Regions from separate parts of the Mus musculus genome. Here region 2 is linked to region 1. The links are chromatin contacts, called in public promoter capture Hi-C maps. All regions are on one chromosome and are shown on one strand. The core of a region is the stretch at or near the end of the contact, and the rest is flanking DNA. Distances in the headings are between cores, read along the strand shown.

Region 1 (5,947 bases), core at 2,513-5,012:
GGGTCTACCAAAAGATTTCTTGACAAAGAGCGGTACGTGGGAAGAAATGGCCTTTGTTCTGCTGTTAGGCATGAGCATGCCTGCTCTTGAGAGCTGGGATTAATTTCGAGAGCTTGAGCAAGTGACCTTAAGGAGATGACGCTAAGGACCACAGAGTGGCAAGAGGGCCTGAACATCACGCAGAGTCTCTCACACATCTTGCTGATGAGCTGATGTGCTCTTGCTGTTCGTGTCATTGAGATACTGTTTCCTGGTACTTGTAATAGACATGCCAACCGAAAGCACAATCACTGTAGGAAGCCCCAAATATGGCTACCCACACGTACCAGAGGGGAGAAGTCTGACAGGCCCAGGGCCTGAAAGCCACTAGACAATGATGTCACCCTTGCTAATAGACAGGCGCCTTCCTAGTGCCAGATTCACTTACACCAATAGGAAAACACAGCTTGGGTGCCTCTGGCCAAATGTTTCTTCTCTGTAGAGATGCTGTCATTTCTACTCTTGAACTTTTTAACGTATTAAGTGAAGGACTGTGTGGGCAGAGTCCCCGTTGGAACATGAGCTGAGTAAGTTACAGCCCTTACACCATGTTAACTGGTGACTCGTAATTCTCACTATGGATATCCAGATTCTTAAAGGCAGCCCTCTCACCTGAGGTCTCCAGTAAAACTGGCAACTCCCTGAAGACACCATCTTTATATTTACTTCTAAGGCATGGTTGGCTTGTTAAAGCATACTTCAGATTTCATTGAATGAACAGATTAATTAATGAATTAATTAGAGCATTTAATAAGTACCAAATACAGGGCTTCGTATATGTACTGCTCATGTAAGAAATCAAGAAGAGAAAACAGGAGGGGGAATTTAAAAGCTAAAATAACTATAAAGCACTCTGTTAAATGAATTGCACTGAACAGAAAGAAATTCTATGCCTTGGGTGGCAGATATGCCAATGCCTTCATCAGACCATCACACATTGTGTTCATGTAACAAAACACTACACTGTAGCCCATAAACCTGCACTTTACTGGAAGAAAATGTACAGTTGCTTGAAGGAGGTGCCTCAGGGGATAAAGCACTTTCTGTGCGGGCATAGGAACTGGAGCTGGGATTCCCAGCACCCGGGAGAAGCAGAAAGCAGCTCAGAATCCCAGCCCTCCCATGGTGAACAGAAGGTAGAGATGGGAGAATTCCCAGAAGCCTGCCTGGCATGTATACCAGTAAACAAGAAACTGTCTCAAACAAGGTGGAAGAAGGGCACTGTCACCCAGAGCTATTCACACACACACACACACACACACACACACACACACACACACGAGCATGCACAAACACATGCATTGTACACATAGAGACACAGTTTTTAAAGTGAAAAATTAATAAAAGCTTAGGAAGAAAATTGCTCCATGTAGAACTATTACAATAAGCAAATAAAAATACATGAATAAAATAGAATTAGTACCCATGCCCTATAGGCACTATCATGTGAGCTATTAATTGACATTCAAGACTAAGTATACCATTGGAAGAAAATTAAGCCAATTGACTACCATGTTAGCTTTTGTTTCCATAATAGTATGCTTGAGGTAATATATTGAGACATAAGAGTTATGCTTGACACACATTTCTGAAGCTTCCGAGAGATCAAATGGGGCCATCTTGCTAGGAAAACGGTAGGAGTTCTGAGTGGCTAAGGTGAGAAGAAAAAAGGCAGAGAAATAGACTAAAACCCTTGAGGGGCGCACCCCCCAAAGGCTCCCGGATCCCCTAAAGTTTCACAGCACCTCTGACTTGTACAACCATGGAGATGAAGCCATTGGTACACAGACCTCTGCAGGAGGCTTTGCCCAACATATAGCACTTACTTTGTACCAAATACAACAGACATCCTTGTATTTAATTCTCCAATAACTGAGACAGGTACTTTCTGCTTCCTTGTATTTGAGCTACCAGACAAGACAGGTTCGAAGTCACACAGCCAGTAAGTAGCAGAGCCAAGATTTAAAATTTTCTAGTCGCTGGATCACATTCTTTGTTCCCACCATTTGCTGTACGTTCTCACCATTTCCAAAAGTATCTTTCCATCAAAACACCAATGCAAATCATATTTACTATTCTAAGGTCTGGCCTTGTGGAAACTCATATATGTCTGAGTACTGAGATCAATGGGTCAGACACGATTTAAAAACAGAGATGATTCTCAATGTCTACCATGTCTTTTCCTCTCTCTGGGCATCCCAGTGAAAGACTTGTCTGCTCTCCACCCTTGCCTGCATTTCTGTTACTCTTTCTTTATGAGACATGTGGGGCGCGCCATCAGAGGCCACAGACATTGGGTGCTAAGAGAGTCCATAGGATTTCCTTTAACAAACAAGGATTCAACCGGAAGTGCCTTTCCTCAGAGCAGAATTCCTGAAATATTAATTTTTCTTTATCTCCTCTTTAAATGCCCTGGTACCTCAGCATCAGAGCCTCTCCCAGCTGACAGCTTTTGTGGCTAAGAATCATTTCCAGGCTTCTCAGATACAGGTTGCCAGGTAAACACACAGCTTAAACAATGGCCTGTTATCAGCAGACAGGCACTGAATTAGCCCAGTGAGCCACAGGTCTGGGCTGACAGCTGGAGATAGTCAGGGGTGGGAGATCTGCGAAGCTCTGCAGACTGCTGGGGTCCTGTTAGAGTGGATTAGTGAATCTGCATTCGGCTCACAGGAATCATAGCAGCTGTAATTTCAACCTGCAATTTGCAGACCCGATGCTTTTTTATTGTGGTCAGCTATTTGCACAGCGAGACAAAATCTCCCCCCTCGTGTGGTCATGGAAGTCTCACCATTGTTAAACGAGTGTTTCTGCATGCCACCCGTGGAAAGTAACCCACAAAAGTTCCCTCTGCAATCAATCGGTTTTTTTTTTTCTTTATTAGATCACAAACTTCCAGATTCTCCCCCCAAGGACCACAGAAGGGATCTTGGAAATCTCTCTTGTAGTTAGCTTGGTTTCTGTCAATACGTGAGCTTAAGGTACAAGTTATTAAGATGTATATTCTTATGTTAACTCGGGCTTTAAAAGTGCAAAGTCTCTCTGCAAATGGTGGATCCTGTATGGGATAGTCCCCTTCTCATAGGAGTTTTTTTGTGGAAGAGCCTCTGCATCAAGATGAGCAGCGCCAGGACCTCACGTTACCCGGAAGATGTGCGGAGACTCCCGGGGACAGCTCATCAGAATCCAACCTGTCAACAGCACATGGCCGGTCTGACTTATGAGGCGCGTCACGCGAGATTGTTTGGTATTCTGAAGAGGCAGTGGTGTATGTTGGGGGCCAAGGCGTGCAAGACACTTTGGGGTCTGCCAGACTTTCATTCCCTCCAGATCGCCCCCTGCCTCCCAGCAGGAGCTGACCCAGGCTTGGAAAAGGTTAACGAGCACAAACAGCCATCATTTGTGGCGAGTGGGAAAACCCCATGTGCTACCCAGCTTCTCTTTATGAGGCATGCGGGGTGGGTCTGCTCTGTTGTTCCATGGTTGGCACTGGGTAAATGCCCAGCGTGCTTCTGCTTGAGGGACTGGAAGGGCCTGTCTCCAGGACAGAGCCTAGGAAGAAGAAAAGAAGCCCACCCCATGCCATCAGTACCCTCCGTGTCTACAACTCGGGGGAAGCGAAGGGTGAAGGACGGAGGGACAAAAGTTGGGGACAGAATGACTCCGGAGGACTGAATACAGGCGTTCACCTAGACCTAATCGGTTCAAATGCTCTGTTTCAAACCCCATCTGCTTATCTCAAGCGAAGTTTGGGGACCGGCTCCTGTCCTATTGTGAGTCCATCATTTTGCAAATCTATTCCTGTCTACGCTCTCATTATAACAGATGTCAGCAGAGGAATCCGAGCTGTCAGGGAGCCGCCAGCCATGAAAAAGAGTAGCAGAGGCAATAGGCCAGGCAAACAAAACAAGTCGCCGCCACTGCAAGGGTAAACAGCAATGTTTGTCACAATATTTTCCCACATCGCCCAACAATTCCAAGAGATGGTGTTTTGCAAAGAGAAGGGGGAAAAAGTCACAGGAGCAATAATAAAGAAGCAGGATGGAGGCGTTGGATTCATCCTCAGTGGTGAACGCTATGTGCTGCCTAGGCCTACAATCAACTTTCTCTGTAGCAGAAATTAACATACGTCCAAGTCTCATGGCTTCTTCTCATATTAAGAACTCACAGCAGTTAAATTTTAGGTTGGGCAGCAATGAAAAGAGCTCAAGAATTCTGTGGTTTGGTGGTTTAGTTGGGGGTCTTCTACATCCCCCTAGGTCTCTCCCTTTTCTTTGACTAACCCTGGATTACCATCCTGGATGGTAATCAACAGGAGTTAACATCTTGCCTAATGCAAGGAGACTAGCTGGTGTAATTGCCAGCCTCTCCCTCTTGCTGAGTATTAAGCTAACCTGTGAGGCTACCTGCAGCGGGAGGCGATCAAGGGCTGTTATCCTCGATGAGGAGTTGGCTAAGCCAGGCTTTCTTGTCAGCAGAAAGCAAAGAACTGTGTTTGGGAACTGGACGTATTGAGATGCCTGGATTGTCTCCCAACTCCTGAACTCACTGGTTTGAGTGAGTCCTTTTCATTGCATTAGGTAAAGAATGGAAAGCAGGGAATTAAGTAGCGTTAGCATCCATCAAAACACACTAGTTGCTGGAATCCTCCACCCTCTGGGGGCCATTGGCTATGTCCTAGTCTCAGAATTACTGGAGTCAAGAAGCCATATCTGCCTCCCCAACCAGAAGTAAAGGCCACCCTCAGTTTTAATTCAAGAACAAAACCCTCACTGCACCTGCAAATGGAGCATCCAAAAGTAACCCAGGCTCTTGGAGTTCTTGTTGAAAAGCAGAAGAAAAATCACTGAGCGGGTCCACTAGCTCTTTAGAAATTTTAATTGACCCTAAATTTTAAAAGTGGGTTGAAACTCGGTGGCAAAGGGTTTGACAAGCAAGCGTGCGGCCCTGGTTTCGACAGCTTAGTGCCACAAACAAAATCGATTTAATAAATAAAGGGCAGCAAAACAATCATGCATTAAAATCTCTATGTGTAGCTCAGGCTGTGATGTCTTCTGGGGTACTTCTGTTTTGTACGATTTAGATGTTAATGCATACCATCCGTGTAGTGGCCTACCTAAACCTCGTGTCATCAGACACACCTTTAAAAAGATCTGAGACATCCTACTGTGCTCTGGAGAAACACAACTTACTTTCCATCCCAAGACAGCCAGGCAAATGTCGCTACCCCCGCCCCCTCATTCTATGACTGAAGAAATTGAGACTATTGGAGAGCTGAGCCCAAAAGCTGTGTCTTCACATCTGCCTCTCTGTGCCTTTCCCTGCACCTTATGTATGAAAAGATCCATCAACGTCACAGTCGCTCATGTGGTGGGGAACCATGACATCATGAACAAAGAGTGTGTATTAAAGCTTGTAAATGTTTGTAAGGTATAAAAATGGAAAGAAGGCCAAAAGGCAGAGGGTAAGGTAATATGGCCCAAATTCGTTTTAAGTGGGTTTCTTTTTGTACCTTGCTTAGAAATACAAACAAAATATTAACCATGATAGTTATAGGATGGCGAAAATGTTGCCTCTTCTTCCAATTTAACTTCTACTTTGAACATTTTATACAACGTGCATGTGAAAGCAGTATGGTGCCTTACAGAATAAAACCAATGCATTTGCTTGGTAGTACATATCACAGAATATGTTCTAAATTAGATACAATAAGGAAGGAGGCCGGGCATAATGGTGCAATATCACCAGCACACGGCAGGCTGAGGCAGAAGAATCAGAAGTTCAAAGCATTTTCTATGTAACATTAGCTCTGTCGATTTGACATAACCTAGAATAACCAGGAAAAGAGTATCATGAAGGATTGTCTATACTGGGCTAGCCTGTAAGTTGTCTGTTGGAGTTAATTGGT
Region 2 (5,947 bases), core at 2,019-4,518, 1.6 Mb before region 1:
ACCATGGAGAGGGGTGGTCAGAGGGCTGGGGGCTGACTAAGATGACATTATGTTACACACTTCAACATAAACAACTGACATTTTCAACACCGGAAAACAGAAAACTTCCAGTAAAAGAAAAAAGAGCCAATGAAATTAATGGGTATTTATCAAGAAAAGAAATGTGAATGACTAATATTTGTTTTTAAAAGTGTTCAACTCCTTAGCCACCAGGGATTTGCAAAGAAAAACTACTGTGATATTCCATCATATCGTAGTCACAATTACTGTCATCTAGAAAGCAAATGCTGGTGAGGATGTGGCAAAGAAGCCTGCTGATGGGAGGGGAAACTAGTACAGTTACTATGGAAACCATGATGGTGGGTAAGCACACTATCTTCTCATGCAGAGGATCCAGGTTCACTTCCCAGCACCCACAGGGAAGCTGGAATTAAAGGCTACCATGCACTACCACCCCCAGCCCCAGCTAAAAATCAGATTTTAAATAGAGATTATGGATTCTCTTTCCTTTCCTTTCCTTTCCTTTCCTTTCCTTTCCTTTCCTTTCCTTTCCTTTCCTTTCCTTTCCTTTCCTTTCCTTTCCTCTCTTGCTTTCTCCCTTCTCTTTCCCTTTGCCCTTGGTGTGAACATGATAGTATACTAAAAGCCTTTTCATTTTTTTAATTAAATAATTTAAAGAATTTTAACTTCTTAGACTTATTTATTTCATGTTTTATACATTTAATGTTTTGCCTGTGGGTATTTATGTGTATGATATGTGTACCTGGTGACCTCGGAGGTCAGAAGAGGGCATCACAGATCCTAGAACTAGAGTTATGAACCACCATGTTGGGCACTGGGGAGCAAATGTGGCTTTTGGTCAGAGCAAGAAGTGGTCCAATTGCCACAGCAAACTCTTGAGTCCCCCTAAGAGAATTTTGACATCATTTCCACTGTGTTCTCCAAGCTACTCTCAAAATGCCAGGCTAAGTGATCCCCCTGCCTCAGCCTCTACATGATACACACATGTGCATGATGCCAAGGTGACTGGGGAAAGGGCATTTTTTTTTCTTCTGGCTGTGACATTGCCTGACTTTCTGATGATTCTGAACTATCTGCTTTTGGCCTCGCTTTATGCCAGCAAGGAGTATTCCTTTCTTGATTGAATTGTTGCTGTTTTGTAGTGTGTGTGTGTGTGTGTGTGTGTGTGTGTGTGTGTGTGTGTGTGTATTATGGTTCGGTAACTCTCTTTCCTGAGAGTCTGCAAATACACATTATTCTAATTTTTAAAAATCCTCACATTAACTGCCCTATAAACCATGCAGCTCTTTGTCTTTGAACTCGGCTAGCCTTTCAACTCCTCCAATATCATTTTCTCTTTGTAGTGAAGTCCCCTGTTACCAACAAGTCCTCCAGGTCATAAAATACTTTCTCCAAGGACTGTAGTATTTCCTGGCATGTGTTTGCTTCAGTAAAACGATCAGTGTATTAAAAGCCCTCAGGGCCCCTGCTGAAGCAAAGATGGCCCCGCAGCTCCTTCGGGGCATGTGTGAAATCCGTGTCACAAACATCCCTCTGCAGCACAGCATTCTGCAGAGCTTCTGTCCATCTCACAGGACACACTCAGCGTGCTGGGAGTGCTGGGGATTCTGGGAAAGGGATTCCTTTTTAGGGCCCTTCCACCATAGCAAACATCTCAATGTCAGCGGTATCGCAGCCTCTAAGGTTAGTTTTAAAACTCCTTCTTTTGCACAAGAGGAAACTGAGGTACAGATTGCCAGCCAGACGTCCTTCCAGCAACTCGGCTGGTTTACACCAGGTCCGTGAATAGAACCTGAGGCCCTGACTTTAGATTCTAGATTCTTTAACTCTTTTAATGTATTAACTGACATCCCCATGGTAGACACAGGTAGGCTCTTTGTCCTTCTTTCAAGCCAGGTCTAACGTGATATTCAGAATATACTGTTCTGTGGTTGACATTAACCCATTGTCATCTAAGAGCAAAGAGTCTGTTTGAAAGGCGAATGGCGTGTTCAGTAGAACAAGAGAAGGCTTTCTTAACAGGGGGGTATTCGTTGAAAGTGCTGTCCAGCCTGCCTCTCTGACTTCCCGCATAGCTAACTCATGATGCTATTGAGAGCTAGAGTTCCCATCCGTATATGAAAACCTAGCTTGGCACGGTGCTTGGTAGAACTAAGTCTGCCCAGCTGTGCTCTCAGTCACAGGGGAAATTAACCGAGACAATGTGGCTGGTTCGGGACATTCTGTTAAAAACACATGTGGTCTCATTAGTTCCTCTAGGTTTCAGGCTAAGTGACCAAGTCTGATACCTTCTGTGACTGTCTTGGATTATATTTTTGGGCCCATTTGCCATCTTAATAATCACTGTTCTGTTTACTCATGGTGTTCTGGGGAAGCCATTTGTCACCGTGAATCAAAACATTGTCTGGTCTATCTGACTTTCTTTACTTATGTTGCACATGTACAGTTTAGTGGTGTGTGTGTGTGTGTGTGTGTGTGTGTGTGTGTGTGTGTGTGTGTGTGTATTTCACAAAGCTATGAAACCATTCCCACACTCCAATTCCAGAACACCTTCATCATTGCCAGGAAAAGCTTTGCATTCATGTGCCTTCAGTTCTAATTCTACTTCCCCTAGCCTGTGACAATCACTTAAGTTATTTGCCAATGTTATATGTTTACCTAGGCAGGATATTTCATGAAAGTATGGTTGGATAACTTGACTGTATAACCTATATTTTATTGCTGGTTTCTCTCAAGTTCTATTCACATTGTGGCATATCTGTTTGTTCCATTCTTGTTTATATGCTTGTAATTTTAAAAAGAATATCTGTCTCTTGAAAATGTTGCAAGAGCAATGTATCCTAAAATAGACAGCTTTGCTATTCTTAGTAGAGAGAATGAAACAAAATATTTAACTGACTAGTTAACATTGGTGTAGAAATACAATAAAAATTTTTAATCTCATTAACTAAGAAATAAGGAAAATGAACAAATAATGTGGGCATAAAAATGATCTTCTTAATATACCTTAAAAAAAGTTTTAATAAAAATTAAGAGAGAAGCCAGGCTCATGTAGTATGATTTTCATCTATTTATTTCATCGCCCAGAAAACTCCGTGCACTGCTGAGTCGGCACACGCTTCTGTGGAACAGGCAGAGAACAGGAAAGAGCACGAGGCACAGCTGAATTTAGAAAGTTAGAGATGCTCGCATCTGCCACACGAGACGGACAGGAGAGTCCTTCCAGCAGGCGGGAGAGCGGAGCGCAGACAACAGATGTGAGAAAGGTCCCAGAGCTGTCAGGTTTCAGCATCCTTGTGCCGAAGTAGGGAGGCGCCAACATGATTGATGGTCGGAGCCTGTATAAAACCGGTCCACCTCTAAGCAGCTGCTTGTCACACTGACCCACACCATCTCTCTGCTGCCCTTGGGGTTTCTGTCAACCGCTGCTAGAAAGGAGAAAACCTTTTGGAGAGTAATCTTTTGTTGTGGTCATGCCAGAACCCACTAAGAAAGAGGGTAAGAACACCTATAAATATTCTTCTTATGGTCTCTAATATTTATTTTAGTATTTATTTTTAAACAGTTGTCTGATTGTTTTTTAAAAAAAGACTATAAAACAGTAGAATTACTGGGGTACAAAGATTTTAAAAAATGGGTGTGAAAAGACCAGAAGACTATATAATTAACTGAGAAATATCTGAAAAAGTTTATAAAGTTATATTGATTCCAATGATTAAATGGAAAATGTATTATTCAATTTCAAAAGGTCCTTAAAATGCTTACATGAAAGATGTTAACTGCTCACGGTAAGAAGGCTGCATTTTCAAGCTGTTTTTTTTTTAACTTTGTTTCTCTAAATTTCCACCTTGTGTTTGCAGTGTGCAGTGCTTGGAACATCGGATGTTTTTTCAAGCACTTTATAAATTTGGTCAAGTTTTCAAATAATAAGAATCTGTGATATTATTTGTAGTTTTTCTTCTTTTTCACAGAAAGGCATTTGAAATATACAAATAAGAATTCTTCTTTGATTGTCCTTTGGGAGCCCAGCTTTGAAATTTCTTGCTGGGAAAGAAATTTTTTCTGAATATGAGTGGTAGGTTGCACCTCTCCTGAGTTTTGCGGCATACAATCTTAAAATATGTAGCCTTTAAGAAAATAACTAAGAATAAAAACGAAAGACAATTAAAGAGTAGTCTTCATTAGAAGAAAAACTTCTCCTTTCTATAAAAAGATCAGTATTTTAAAATTTCTGGTTAGTAATGGAATTAAATTAGTGTTAGAGGTTATGAAAATAATGAAAATGTACATTCTCATTAATACATTAACTTCTAGTGGAAACATCTTTTATAACTATTACCTCATACTCTGGTTTCCCTTGGGATGACATAAATCTTTCACCCCTTACTAAAGACTGCAGAGGAGAGGAATACCTTTGAGTCTTGAGCCAAGTTTTTGATGAGCCAAGTTTTTGACAAGCCAAGTTTTTGATGTTTTGCTTCTTTGGAACTAATACAAAAATGCAAATATTTGAATCAAATCCGTTTCACTTGGGCTTTTTGAATCTTTTTTTTTTTTTTATTTCTCCTCTGTAAATAAAAGCATACTTGCACACACACAGACACACGTACACAGGCTTAGAGGTGAACATAAAAAACAATATTTAGACTTTTCATTTTTAATCTTGAAAAGTGTTTGTTGCCGTTATTGTGAAGAACTTTGCAAGAGATGCCACATGTTAAAGCTGAAGTTGAGCTACTAACCGAGTTCTGAAAAGGCTTTTAAGTATTTTTTCTTTATGTAATTAGGTAGTCAGTGCTGACAGGTTGGGGTGATCAGTTACAGGTTGGCCCTATTTAGTGGCAGGGAGCATTGATGGATGAAGTCTTTCTCCCAAAATAACCACACCAAATGCATGCATTAATATGGGAACTTAATCCCAACTCCGGGGGGAAATGTGTGTGTGTGTGTGTGTGTGTGTGTGTGTGTGTGTGTCCAACCCCTGCGAAAGTGTCTTCTTTGTAATGCAAATGATTTACATGAGTATTAAATGTCCCTTTTATCTGATGGGTCACTTGACCTGCCTCTTCAAGGCTTACTTGGATGAAACGCCTTTTATGGTTCCTAACTGAAAACAGAAGATTATTTTAAAACGGTCTGAACGGCATCTGTTGTTTGAAATCCCAACTGAAAACAACAAGAAAGCTCGAAGATTAATAAGTCAGGTGCTAGGCTGCGGAACCAATAAAGCAAATTCAATTATTCTGCCTGCTGGATGAAAGGGTTGGTTTGTGTTTGCTTTGACGACTTGATCCAAATCTATTCTGCATTTAGAAAGAATGAGATTAGAGAGCTTAGAAAGAAGATATAATTTTTTTGTACTCATATATATTTTATACATTTAAAATATAAATGCCCATGAAGACTAAAGTCTCCACAAGTTTCTTTTGCTGTCAAACTATGTTTTATAGTCTGTGTAGGGGCCCCTCCACCCAGGACAGTAATCTTATACCCATAGATTCTTTGCTTAGTTTAAATTTGGCTGGTGGGAAGTGGCATCCCCCAAAGCATCACTGATATTTTTAAAAGCCATCAAGGAAGTACAGCGATGTCCTTTTAAAATTCCCTTACCAGCAGAAATGATTGTTAAAGGAGCTGCATCTTTAGTTTGTCTTCATAAGAATGTCGCCTTTAAGGACCACTGACTTTTACACCCTGAAGAACGTGATAATTTCTGTGCTGCTCTAGCCTGTAGCAGCCACACACCCTGTAGATGGTTTCACAGTCAACGCTGTTGGCTTTAATTCCACTGAAGCCACCCTGTGAACGACAGCACCAAGAATAAAACATGCCTTGCTTCACAAACTACCTGTAGACACTCCTCCAAAGAACAGCTCCTCTGGCCTTGACGAATCTTCCTTCTCCTCCACAGCTGGGAACAGTAGGC

Evidence for each region. Promoter capture Hi-C pulls out the DNA fragments that hold promoters and counts their contacts.
Region 2: a contact with region 1 is called in a promoter capture Hi-C map of hippocampal neurons, with 3 times the contacts expected there. The contact joins the promoter of Mybpc1 here to the enhancer-like site in region 1. A contact is called at or near these places in 4 of 39 promoter capture datasets (the 3T3-L1 cell line, hippocampal neurons, liver and 1 more).

The regions. Positions count from the first base shown.
Region 1 is chr10:87,033,941-87,039,887 of GRCm38.p6, reverse strand. No RefSeq gene overlaps it. Among named protein-coding and RNA genes, the nearest start is that of 1700113H08Rik, 21 kb to the left of the region's middle. Within about 2 kb of position 3,762, at least 15 of the 459 cell types and tissues checked have an H3K27ac peak or open chromatin away from gene starts, as enhancers often do. A contact at or near this core is called in hippocampal neurons, where this site is marked.
Region 2 is chr10:88,602,473-88,608,419 of GRCm38.p6, reverse strand. It overlaps Mybpc1 (myosin binding protein C, slow-type), which reads left to right and starts at 3,268. Exons shown (of 29, transcript NM_175418.5): 1 at 3,268-3,519. The coding sequence starts at 3,495.